2 separate regions of the Arachis hypogaea genome follow, and region 1 is linked to region 2. Evidence: chromatin contacts called from public Hi-C data. All regions are on one chromosome and are shown on one strand. The core of a region is the stretch at or near the end of the contact, and the rest is flanking DNA. Distances in the headings are between cores, read along the strand shown. Region 1 holds the start of LOC112764770 (root phototropism protein 2). Region 2 has its middle 22 kb from the start of LOC112762960.

Evidence for each region. Hi-C and Micro-C count contacts between places; a contact is called where the count stands out from the background.
Region 1: a contact with region 2 is called in a Hi-C map of leaf, with 1.7 times the contacts expected there. The contact joins the promoter of LOC112764770 here to the enhancer-like site in region 2.

Annotation. Positions count from the first base shown.
Region 1 is chr17:20,067,577-20,073,714 of arahy.Tifrunner.gnm2.J5K5, forward strand. It overlaps LOC112764770 (root phototropism protein 2), which reads left to right and starts at 2,678. Exons shown (of 4, transcript XM_025810541.3): 1 at 2,678-3,166; 2 at 3,265-3,334; 3 at 3,535-4,674; 4 at 4,819-6,138. The coding sequence starts at 3,108. The coding sequence ends at 5,325. LOC140180914 (a long non-coding RNA gene) reads right to left here and starts at 2,809. Exons shown (of 2, transcript XR_011875048.1): 1 at 2,700-2,809.
Region 2 is chr17:20,029,361-20,035,007 of arahy.Tifrunner.gnm2.J5K5, forward strand. No RefSeq gene overlaps it. Among protein-coding and RNA genes, the nearest start is that of LOC112762960, 22 kb to the left of the region's middle. Within about 2 kb of position 2,636, at least 1 of the 3 cell types and tissues checked has open chromatin away from gene starts, as enhancers often do.

The DNA.
Region 1 (6,138 bases), core at 1,428-3,927, 38 kb after region 2:
AAAAATTTCAACAGTAAATATACATTCTCCAAAAATGTTATAAAAATTGAATTTTAATGCGATTTTTTATAAATATAATTAAAAAAATGAGATATTTTATTTTTAAAATTTAGTGATTTTTTACTAAGTATATTTTTTTTGTTAGAAACTAATAATACTTAAAATATTATAAAAATCAAATTTTTATCCAATTTTTATGTATATTTTTTTAAATAATTATCCAAATATTTTTATGAAATTTTGGATCAAATGTACAAGTGGTTTGTCGAATACAAAAGTAGTTTGTCATTTACAAAAAAAAAAATTTTGAATATTTTTGTCACACTTTTAAATTATTTAAAAGCATTTTTGTCAATAACAAAATTCAAATATATTTTTATTCGGATGGAATTTTAATAGTTTATCCTTCTCTAAATAGTAATGGAGCATAGCATACCAGGCACTAACAGAAAACAATGGCAAATTTATGGTAAAAACGAAAATGAATATTTTTTTTCATCGGGAGTAAGTTGAAAGTTGATGAATACCATCACTAGCTCCCTTTAATTTATCCATGCATGTCTCTTGAAATTGTTTGAGTGGGGTAAATTTTAAAATTGTTCCTAATGATTGAATTGTCCTATGCCTAACGTTTTAAAATTGACCCAATGTTGTCCTATAGTTAGGAATATGTTAACAGAATTAACGGTAGAACAAAATTAAAACAATTTTGAAACGTTAGGGATTTAAATAAGACGAAAACGTTAGGGGCAAAATTGATATATAAAAATAAATTTTAATTTTATCCTTCACTAATATCAATCTTTTATGATACATAGTTATTCAATTATTTTTAATCACATTTAAGTAAATTATACTTAATCATATTATTTTTATTCTAAATAAATTTATTTTTTTTTTAATTTTACTCTTTAAGATTTTTACTGATTATGAAATGTTTGTAAAATGACTAGAATTACATTACTCTATTGTATATTTATCATTTTTTTTCCACAAGTTTATGTACTAATCATTCTACAAATATTTTATGATGAGTAAAAATTTTTAAGAATAAAATTATAAAAAATAAATTTATTTAGAATAAAATTAATGTGATTAAGTATAATTTATTTATATGTGATTAAAAAATAATTGAATAATTATGTACCGTAAAAAATTGATATTATTAAAGGTTAAAATTTAAATTTATTTCTGTATCGTTTTTGTCTCAAACGTATTCGTCCTATTTAAGTCCCTAACGTTTTAAAATTGTTTCAATTTTATCCAGCCGTCAATTCTGTTAACATATTCCTAACGGCAGGACAACATTGAGTTAATTTTAAAACGTTAGAGACTTAAATAAGACGATTCAAATATTAGGGACAATTTTAAAACTTACTCCAAACATTAGAGAAAAAATCGATACTTTACTCAAATTGTTTTCTACGTTTTAGGCCTTTTTTCTTCCCAGGGTCTTTAGCCGTTGTATTGGTGTGACTGTGTGAGTGCTTGAGAGTTTACTTGGTCGTAGTAGTGAGCACTCCTAAGGCTCAACTGGCCCTAGTTACTTATGCAGCGTTTCCCTAATTACTCATTTGTCATTCCTATTCCTAACACTTCTTTTATATTAAAAATAAAAAGCAGTATTCTTTTGCTTCTCTTCTTTAGAATTTAAGTAGTGTTATTCAATAAAAAATAAACTAAAGAAACGAGTACATATCACTAATACAAAATACATTTATTTCTTATTAAATTTAGATATGAAATAGTTTTTCAATTTATAACTGTCATAATATATATCTATAAATAAAAAATTCTATTATACTACAGTAAAGAATTCTCGTAGTTATTTCCTTCCTTTCCCTGTGTTATAACAAATTTTAACAAGAAATAAGTAGCTAAACCGCACTTAATAATATTTGGATAAAAGTTTTGGTTTTGCGTAGATAAACAAAATAATTTTTTAAACGAGGTCAATTAGAGAGAAAATAATCTTTAGCCAAAATTTACTATTTTTTAGAATTATTTTTTATTTTAAATTTTAAATGCTCAATTTCAAAAATTCTAAACTCAAACTCATAATTTTAAATTTAAATTTTTAAAAAATGAGAGTTAAAAAATAGTAATTAATTAAAAATTAGTTTTTATACTTATTTTTTTAAAAAAATATTATTTGTACACTAAAATTAGTTACAAAAATTAACCATTAATATATTTATATATTTTAATTTATTTTTAATGTATATTTATATTCTAATATATATTTTATACTAATAATTAATTTTAACGATGAATATTAGTATACACATAACATAATTAAATAAAACATGATCTAGTGTATAGATAAAAAGGTTTGATTGTCATCTAAACAAAAAGCTACCTTTTAACTAGTCGGTTATTTTAGTAAAAAAAAATTTTGTGTGACAAATACATATTTAAAAAAATTAAAAATATTATTTATAAATTAAAATAAATTATTATGTATTTATATATTATAATTTAATTTATTTTTAATATATATTTTATATTTTAATGTATATTTTATTTTAATAATAGTTAATTTTGGTGTAGGTACATGATATAGTGGCTTTGTTTTTCATTAGGCAAATCATGAGAACTTAGATTTTTCGAACCCACAAAGCTTTTAAACAGTTCAGTAACAAGTAAATTATTTAAGAGCAAAAGTTTAAAAGAAAAAGGGAACAAAATTAAGGGATTACCCGTGTGGCAAAGGCAGTCAATGGGAAAAATGTCAAAATTGAACTTGAACAAGTTCATTCCCACTTGTCCGCAAGCTGCTAAAGCAATATGTAGGGCAGGAAAAAAGAACTGGCATAGAACACATTAAGGAAATAAGGAATAATCACTTAACAGAAAAAGTTAAAACAAGTTAGATAACACAACTCCTCTTTTATGAGAAGAAAACATCATAGACAATGACCATAGTGACAAGCTCATGGCATGAGGATAAAATCATAATAATGAAGTAAAGCTACAGGATCATCCACAATCTCCTTTATATTAATAGCCAGACCCCCACCCTCTAACCCACTACTGTTTCTCTCTCTCTCGCTCTCGCTCTCTCTCTCTCTCTAAGCAGAAAACCAGGCTATATATACACCATCTTCATGGCGGCCTCAAACCTCAATAGAAGACAATCCCTTGCCATGGAGAGAACTGGGCAATGGTAACGGACTCCACTACATCTCCATTTTCAAATTGTTCCACAATTAATTAATAATATCATAATCTAATGTTACCACAAATTCATTTTAATTATTGCAGGATATTTTCTCAAGAAATCCCCAGTGATGTTATAGTTGAAGTTGGAGAAGCCAGTTATTCTCTTCATAAGGTACCAAAATTTGGATTCAAATGAAGAACCAGAGTTTGAGTTGCTAACAACCATGGTTTTGGAGTTTTCTAAGCACAAAGCCATGCATGACATACAAATATTGTTGTTATAATAATCGTGTGTTATATGATGATGTTGTTCATGTGAAAATGAATTGAATTATGGTTTTGATTAATTGAAATTGTAATAACGTATTACAGTTCATGCTGGTGGCGAAGAGCAACTACCTCAGAAAGCTGATAATTGAAGCACAGGAAAGTGACCTTACCAAAATTGATCTCTCAGATATTCCCGGAGGCTCCGAGATTTTCGAGAAGGCGGCGAAGTTCTGCTACGGCGTCAACTTTGAGATAACCGTTTATAACGTCGCCGCCCTCCGCTGCGCCGCCGAGTTTCTTCAGATGACTGATGACTACTGCGATGGCAACCTCGCCGGCAGGACAGAGGACTTCCTTACTCAAGTTGGACTATCTAATTTCTCCGCCGCCGTTGCCGTACTCAAATCGTGCCAGCAGCTCCTCCCCTTTGCTGACGAAATCAAACTCCGGAGCCGCTGCATCGACGCTGTAAGCTCCAAGGCCTGCAGCGAGGCAAGTTTTCCATGCCGATCGCCACCAAACTGGTGGACGGAGGAGCTTGCGGGACTCGACGTGGATTCATTTGGAAAAGTCATCGCCGCCATGAAGCAGCGTGGCGCCAAGACCCTCACCGTCGCCGGTGCGTTGATAACCTACACAGAACGCGCCCTCCGGGAGCTAGTCCGCGACCAGACCGGCGGACGAAGTGGCGGGGCAGGAGTCCAGTTGTCTGATCCCGGCGATTCTTCAGATTCCGATTCTAGTTCCAATTCGAGGACCGAGCAGCGCGAGATTCTCCAATCCATTGTCTCTCTCTTCCCTTCCGAGAAAGCAGCTTTTCCAATCAACTTCCTCTGCTGCCTCCTCCGTTGTGCAATCTACCTCTCCGCCTCAAGCTCCTGCAAGCGCGAGCTTGAGAAGCGGATCTCGGAGATCCTAGAGCACGTGACTGTCGACGACCTCCTCGTGCTCTCGTTCACCTACGATGGCGAGAGGCTTCTCGATCTGGACAGCGTTCGAAGGATAATATCTGGATTCGTGGAGAAGGAGAAGAGCGAGTCGGTGTTCAGTGCCGGTACATTCCGAGAAGACTTCTCTGCCGCGATGCACCGCGTGGCCAAAACCATCGACGTCTACCTCGCCGAAATCGCCGCGTACGGCGATCTCACCATCTCCAAGTTCAACGGCATCGCGGTTCTCATCCCCAAAAACGCGAGAAAAGTCGATGATGACATTTACCGCGCCGTGGATATCTACCTCAAGGTACATAATAAGCTTCAGATCCTAAACGGCACCGTTAGAACTTAATTAACTACCCTAAATAATAGTGTAATTAAATAACAAACAATAGTAACAGTTTAACTAACTGAATAACCGTTTACTCCACGCGCGTTGTTGGTGTTACAGGTGCATCCGAACCTGGATGAGATTGAAAGGGAGAAAGTGTGTAGTGTGATGGATCCACTGAAGCTGTCATACGAAGCACGCGTGCACGCGTCGCAGAACAAGCGTTTGCCGGTACAGATTGTTCTCCACGCGCTCTACTACGACCAGTTGAAGATAAGAAGTGGCGCAGAGGAGGATCGGAAATCATCCCCGAAAACTGCTTCAGTAACGGCAGCGACGACGAGGAACCAGCAGCTGCATACTGACGTGTCACTTGTGAGGGAGAACGAGGAGTTGCGATCGGAGCTGATGAAGATGAAGATGTACATTTCAGATATGCAGAAGAATGGGCCGGGAACGACATCTTCTGAGCCTGGGCCCACGAAGAAGCCCACGTTCTTCTCAGCTATGTCGAAGAAACTGGGCAAGTTGAATCCGTTTAAGCAGGGCTCTAAGGACACGTCACACATTGAAGATATGTCTGTTGACTTATCCAAGCCCAGAAGACGAAGGTTCTCTGTTTCGTAAACTTTTTTTTCTTGTAATTTTGTGCGATGTGTGTATTTTAGGTTAATTTGATTGTAATATCTGTTTGTAAAATAATTTACGTATAGAATTTGATTTGTTTTTGTGGATGGAAATTTTCTTTGATCTGTGCTTAGTAGTACTATGTGATTGTACTCTGTACTTAATGCCCTCTTTATTATTAAGGTATACTAAGCAAATCCCCTGTAATTGAAAAAATCTTCCATGAAAGTCATAACAACTTTTCTGGTCGGATAAGAAAAAAGCCAGTGGCTTCATGTGTTTTATGTTAGGCAACTAAGTATTCAACCTACAAATTACTTCACATTAGCAAAATCTGACAAAATGGTCAACGTAGTTGGATTATGTAATAATCCTAAACTTGTTCCAAAATATGTACCAGTTTCAAGTTTCAATATCAGAAAATATTAGCAAAGCACATTTGAGAATAAAAGGATGGTCAAATAAATAATTAAAGCAAGCATGTGCATAGCCCAGAAAATAGCAAGCATACGGTGGTCACACATCTATATCATGCGCAAGAAGGTCGAGCTCAATTTATTGGTAGCCACCAATAATATTTTGTCCTCTACTGTATGAGATTACCGATTACGAAGACTTTTGTTGCCTTATTTTATTATTTTATTTTGATTAATCATGCCTATAAAAGGCCAGTGTTCGTGAGATAACAGGGGAAGCAAGTAAAGTAGTATGTGTTAGTTTGAATATTGGTGAGTTAGTCCATTCTCATAAGATTCAATAAGTTTGTAGCTGTAAAATAAATAGATTGAGAGGAGAAGTAGATATAGAAATGAA
Region 2 (5,647 bases), core at 1,386-3,885:
GGGTCCAAACCCTACCCTACCCTACCCATTGCCAGCCCTATCCATGATGGCTGGGGATCTGTGGTCAATGAAAACTAATTGACACTATGATGATTAGTGGCTCCTTGCTATTGCAGTAAGACTAGTATAGCTTCCTTTTGCTCCAAAGTAAAAGAAACACCTACATTATTACTGTCCTTGTACAACTCCAGAGTGTCACTGCCTTCATTCTCATCAATCTGGGCAGTGATGTTGTTAGCAGATTGGATCATTCTTTGCTTGATGTGCGGAGGCATACCGTGCTTTTTATAGCATGTGTCAACTAGATGATCCATTTTGCCGCAGAAGAAGCATTGTTTTATATTAGATCTGACACCAAAAGTTCTGTCTCTGCCACCTCTATTATCTCTTCCTCGGCCTCAAGTAGTGAAAGGAAGTGCATAATTGGTTTGCCTCTCAATGGCATTGAGTAATGGTTTGGAATCAAATGAATCATTCCCAAGAAGCAATCTTTCCTGTTGCAGCACTAAGAAAAATGCAATATCGACTGAAGGTAAAAGCTTCATCATTATGATGTTTGTTCTTGCTGTTGAGTACTGATCATTGAGTCCCTACGAAACCTTACAACAAATGTATCTTGGCGATAACTGCGCAAGATGCCGATGAGGCTACAGGCGCACGTAGGTGAGCATGTGCAGGTAGGGACAGGCCAAAAATTTTCTAACTCCTCCCATATCCCTTTTCAATTTCATGAAATAGGAAGTGACGGTGAGATCTCTTTGTCTCGTCGAAAACAACTCCTCGTCTAATTCGACTATGCGGAATACATCTCCATGATAGAATCTTTTCTTCCATTCATCCCAAATATCAGAAGCAACTCCATTCCAAAGTACGCTATTTGAAATCTCTGGGCTTAGCGAGTGAGTAATCCAAGAAACTACTAAATTGTTGCATCTGTCTCAAGCATGGAACACAGGATCATCTTCGGCAGGTTTCGGTAAAGAACCGTCCACAAAACCCAATTTATTCTTTGATTTCAGTACTCTTTGCATTGAACATGACCAAGAACCATAGTTTGTGGTATCTAGAACCACAGGGATCAAAGAGTTACCTGAATATTCACCAAGGTGTAAAAAGAAGGGACTGGAAGGATCCATAATCGAATTCACTGAACTACGCAAGCTTGCTATTGGAGTCGCGTTAACCTGAGCTACGATCATAGTTATTGTATGTAAATCGAGGCCTAGAGCAAAAGAACTCAGATTCATTTGGTTCGGATCCATCAAATCGCTACTAGTTCTTTGCAATTGAGGTGATTGATGCCGAAAATCTTCTTCTCTAGAACTCGTGATCGAAACTTATCGACAAGCTAATGGAACATGCATTGATGATAACGTTCTCATCATCTCTATTGTATGAGTTAAAGAGAAGGGAAAAAAGAAAAATCAGTGAGAGAATGGAAGAAAGAGACAGATGAATTAGAAGAGGAAGAGAGCTTGGTATAGCTGTATTGCACTGGCAATGGCTCACCGTACCATGTTAAAAGTGTGAATCAAAAATTGAAAAAACAGAGATGTGGAGAGAGAAAGAGGAAGAGAATTATTATTGCTTAGGCATTGATACAAGAATTAGAGCATTCAACTCCCTTAGAATGAAGGAACCAGTTTATATAAGTCAGCTTCTCATGCAGACTTCTAAACTAACTTCTTCACGTGTCAATTCCTTTAACCAATGAAAACTAAATTCTAACTAACTTAAAAATTGAACTCTAACTAATTTGGACATCAGTTTATATTAGTGACAATTTTTTTTACTTACGAAATGGATTTTTTATAATATTTACAATAGAAAGAATTCTTTTTATTAATTAATACAATTACTATGAGTAAAATTAAAGATAACTTCAATTAAATGAAGAAACACAGATAGATTTAATTAATTTCATTTAATAATTATTAGATATATAAAAAAATAATTTATCTTTTATTTTTAAAAAAATTGAATAAAATTCACCTAAAAATATACCATTAATAAAATAGTGCACAACATTTTTTTAAATATTAAAATTCGTCATTAATTAATAAAATATGCATGTGCCAAAGTTTAATAGAATTTTATTTTAGACTTTATTTGTGAAACCTTTAACTTGTGGGTCCTTTTTTTTGGTGGAGTGACTTGTGGGTTATTGATATTAAAAGTTTTAATATATTATCATATTAAAATTAATAAATTAAGATAATATATTAATATGTATTTGTGAATTTTCTTTATTTTGGCTTGTTTAAGTATTATAAAAGTACTAAAATTTACTATCATAAATGAAATAATAGACTACTAAACATTATATATATATATATAATTGAATATAGATTATTATTCAATGTATTTAGTTTGGTTATTTAGTTTTCTTTTTATTATTGAATGTATTATGTATATCTTCTAAAAGAAAAAGGCTTAAAAAGCATTCAAATTGAACAGTAACCCATCTATCATATGAGCCATGTCATTCAGTCTAAAAGCTCAAAAGACTACGTAGCTTGTTCTTTGTCCTCATGAAAAACATTTTAAAGTATTAAACAGTATCCTCTAAGCTAGAATTGCGGGTTTTGCCTCTTCACATATAAGCGTATATATAGCCATGATATTGTTTTAATGTTCACTAAACTTCAAAGCATTGGTCACTCTCTGTACAAGTGGCATAGGAAGAATAATAATTAATATGATGTATTGAAGTATATTGAATTATAGTAAAGCGATTATTATTGTCCACATAAAAATCCAGTTCAGATGTTGAGATATGCTTAGAATTTGATTGGGAGAAGATCTCACAGCTAATAAGGACTAGAAAGGACCATTTCTTTCTTTTTATAGGCACCCCACACGTGAAATATAGGCCACATTTTACGCTTTCACATCCTTTTCATCATCAAGCCATTGAATGGATGCACCAAAAACAAAAGCAGAAAGTCATTGAATGGATTATGAAAATGGGGTGTTGAGATGATTATTATATATTTTTGAGAAAATTTTACTGCCGTCTTCTACGAGATGCTAAAATGACACTCTTCTCCCCTCTATTTTATAAATATACATTCCTATTCTTTCTAACTTTTAAAAAACATCATCTTTAATCCATTTTAAATTTTTTGTGTTAAATAATATTAACTTTATCAATATTTTAAGAAAAAATAAATTATTTTTTAAAAAGATACTTATTAGCAAAAATTTTGTTTTTATTATTAAATTTTACTTACTAAAATATTCTTTAATAATTTTTTTATTGATTAAATTGTATTTTTACCAAAATATTTTTTAAAAAATTAATAATTAAATTATTTTTTTAAGATACCTACCCTTCAATAATTTTTAATTATTAAATTATGATTTTATCAAAATTTTTGTTAACAATTATTTTTATATTTTATTATTAATTTTTCGATATCAATATATATTATTTTAACATTAAATAAAAAAATCTTACCACTATTAATATTTATAACAATTAATATATATTGATATTGAAAAATAATCTTACTAAAATTTTTTATTTAATGTTAAAATAATATATAAAGATATCGAAAAATTAATAGTAAAATATAAAAAAATTGTTAACGAAAATTTTGGTAAAATTATAATTTAATAATTAAAAAATTATTAAAAGATATTTTAGAAAAAAATAATATAATTATTAAATTTTTTAAAAAATACAATTTAATCAATAAAAGAATAATTTATTAAAGGGTATTTGGTAAGCAAATTTAATAATAAAAAATAAAATTTTTGCTAATGCGTATTTTTTCTTAAAAAATGGATAAAGTTAACATTAGTTAACACAAAAAGTTTAAAATGGATTAAAGAGAAAGTTTTTAAAAATTAGAAGAGAGGAGAATGTACATTTATAAAATAGAGGAAAGGAGAGTGTCATTTTAACATCTCGCAAGGAAAGGGAGTAGAATTTTTTCTATATTTTTTTTAAGGGCAGGCAATCATTTAACAGTGTTCAAACAGTTTCTTTTACGTGTTTTTTATCTTTTTGAAAACCATGAATATATCTATATATACACAATAAATTTAGTCATTTACACTTTTTTAAACTGAATCTTCAACTAAATTGTAATACGTTTATTCAAACATAGGGATAAGTATGATTTTGATCCCCAGACCAACGTAGAGGCTGAAAATTTATTTCGTCTTCGGCTTTTTTTCGCTCTAAAATAGTCCCCAAGATTTTAGTTTGTTTTAAAATTATCTTTTTTACCAATTTTATTTTTTTATTACTAAATTACCCTTCATTAAAAAATTATAAAATAAAATAAATATAAAATAAACAAAAAAAAGAAGAAAGAAAGGGATACAGAGAAGGGGTAGGGAGAGAAAAAAAGGGGGCGCAGAAAAGGGGGAGGAGGGAGGAGAGAAGGGGGACCGTCACTGCACCACCGCCGTCGCACCACCGCCCCGCCTCTCTGTCGCCCTGCACCACCGCACCACTACCAGAAGAAAGAAAGGGATACAGAGAAGGGGGTGGGGAGAGAAAGAAAGGGGGCGCAGAAAAGGGGGGCGCAGAAAAGGGGGAGGAGGGGGAGAGAAGGGAGACCGTCGCTGCACCACCGCCGTCGCACCACCACCCCGCCGCCCTACCGCCCTGCACCACCGCACCACCACCATTTCTACTTCTTCCTCCTCCTCCTCCTCCTCCTCCTCTTCTTCTTCTTTCTCGCCGCCCCGCCGCCCTGCCTCCCTGCCGCCCTGCACCACCGCACCACAACCATTTCTTCTTCTTCTTTTGAATTGGATTTTTTGTGAAATTTTCTGGTTGTTGATTATTGTTTAAAGTGCATGTTGCTTATTTTTCTACTGATGATGATGATGATGACCATGATGATACTGGTGGTGGTGGTGATGGTTCTGGTTGGGGTAGGTTTCTGTTCTGGTGGTGGTGGTTGATTTTGGTTGATTTTGGGATGAAGGGAGAAGGGTATCTTCGTCCGAATGACGATTTTAAAATAAACTGAAATTTTGGGGACTATTTTGGAGCGAAAAAAAGGTCGGGACGAAATAAATTTTCAGCCTCTACGTTGAGGACCAAAATCATACTTATCTCTTCAAACATATATACATAAGCACTATCGCTACTACTATTTTTTCAACGTTGTTATCACTATCGCCACTCTTCTTTTTCTTTAATTTTTTTTTTCTCTGTATCCTCTTTCATTGTTATCATCATCATCTTTTTTTTTTTTTGTATATATGTTCAGTAAAAATACTAAATACAAAAATTTTATTACACAATATAAAAATTTAAGTACACAACACAAATAAATTAGTACATAAAATAAAAAATGTTTGTACTGTATTAAATTATTAATAAATTTTTGTATTATATACAAAATTTTTTGTGCTATATAATATGTGCAAAATTTTTTATGCTTATATATAAAAATTATGTACTTTGTACCAAAATTTATTTAAATTTAATTATTAAAAATACTTGTACATATAATATGAACGAATATATATAGACACACTGAATAATTTGCTAATAAACATGATCGAGCAAATAACATCAAATTATTTATATGCGGCCTATTCACACAAATACGAAGTTCATGTAGTAAACAAATAGTTAAGTCAGAGTTTGTAGTACAAAACTTTACACAAGTTAATTATT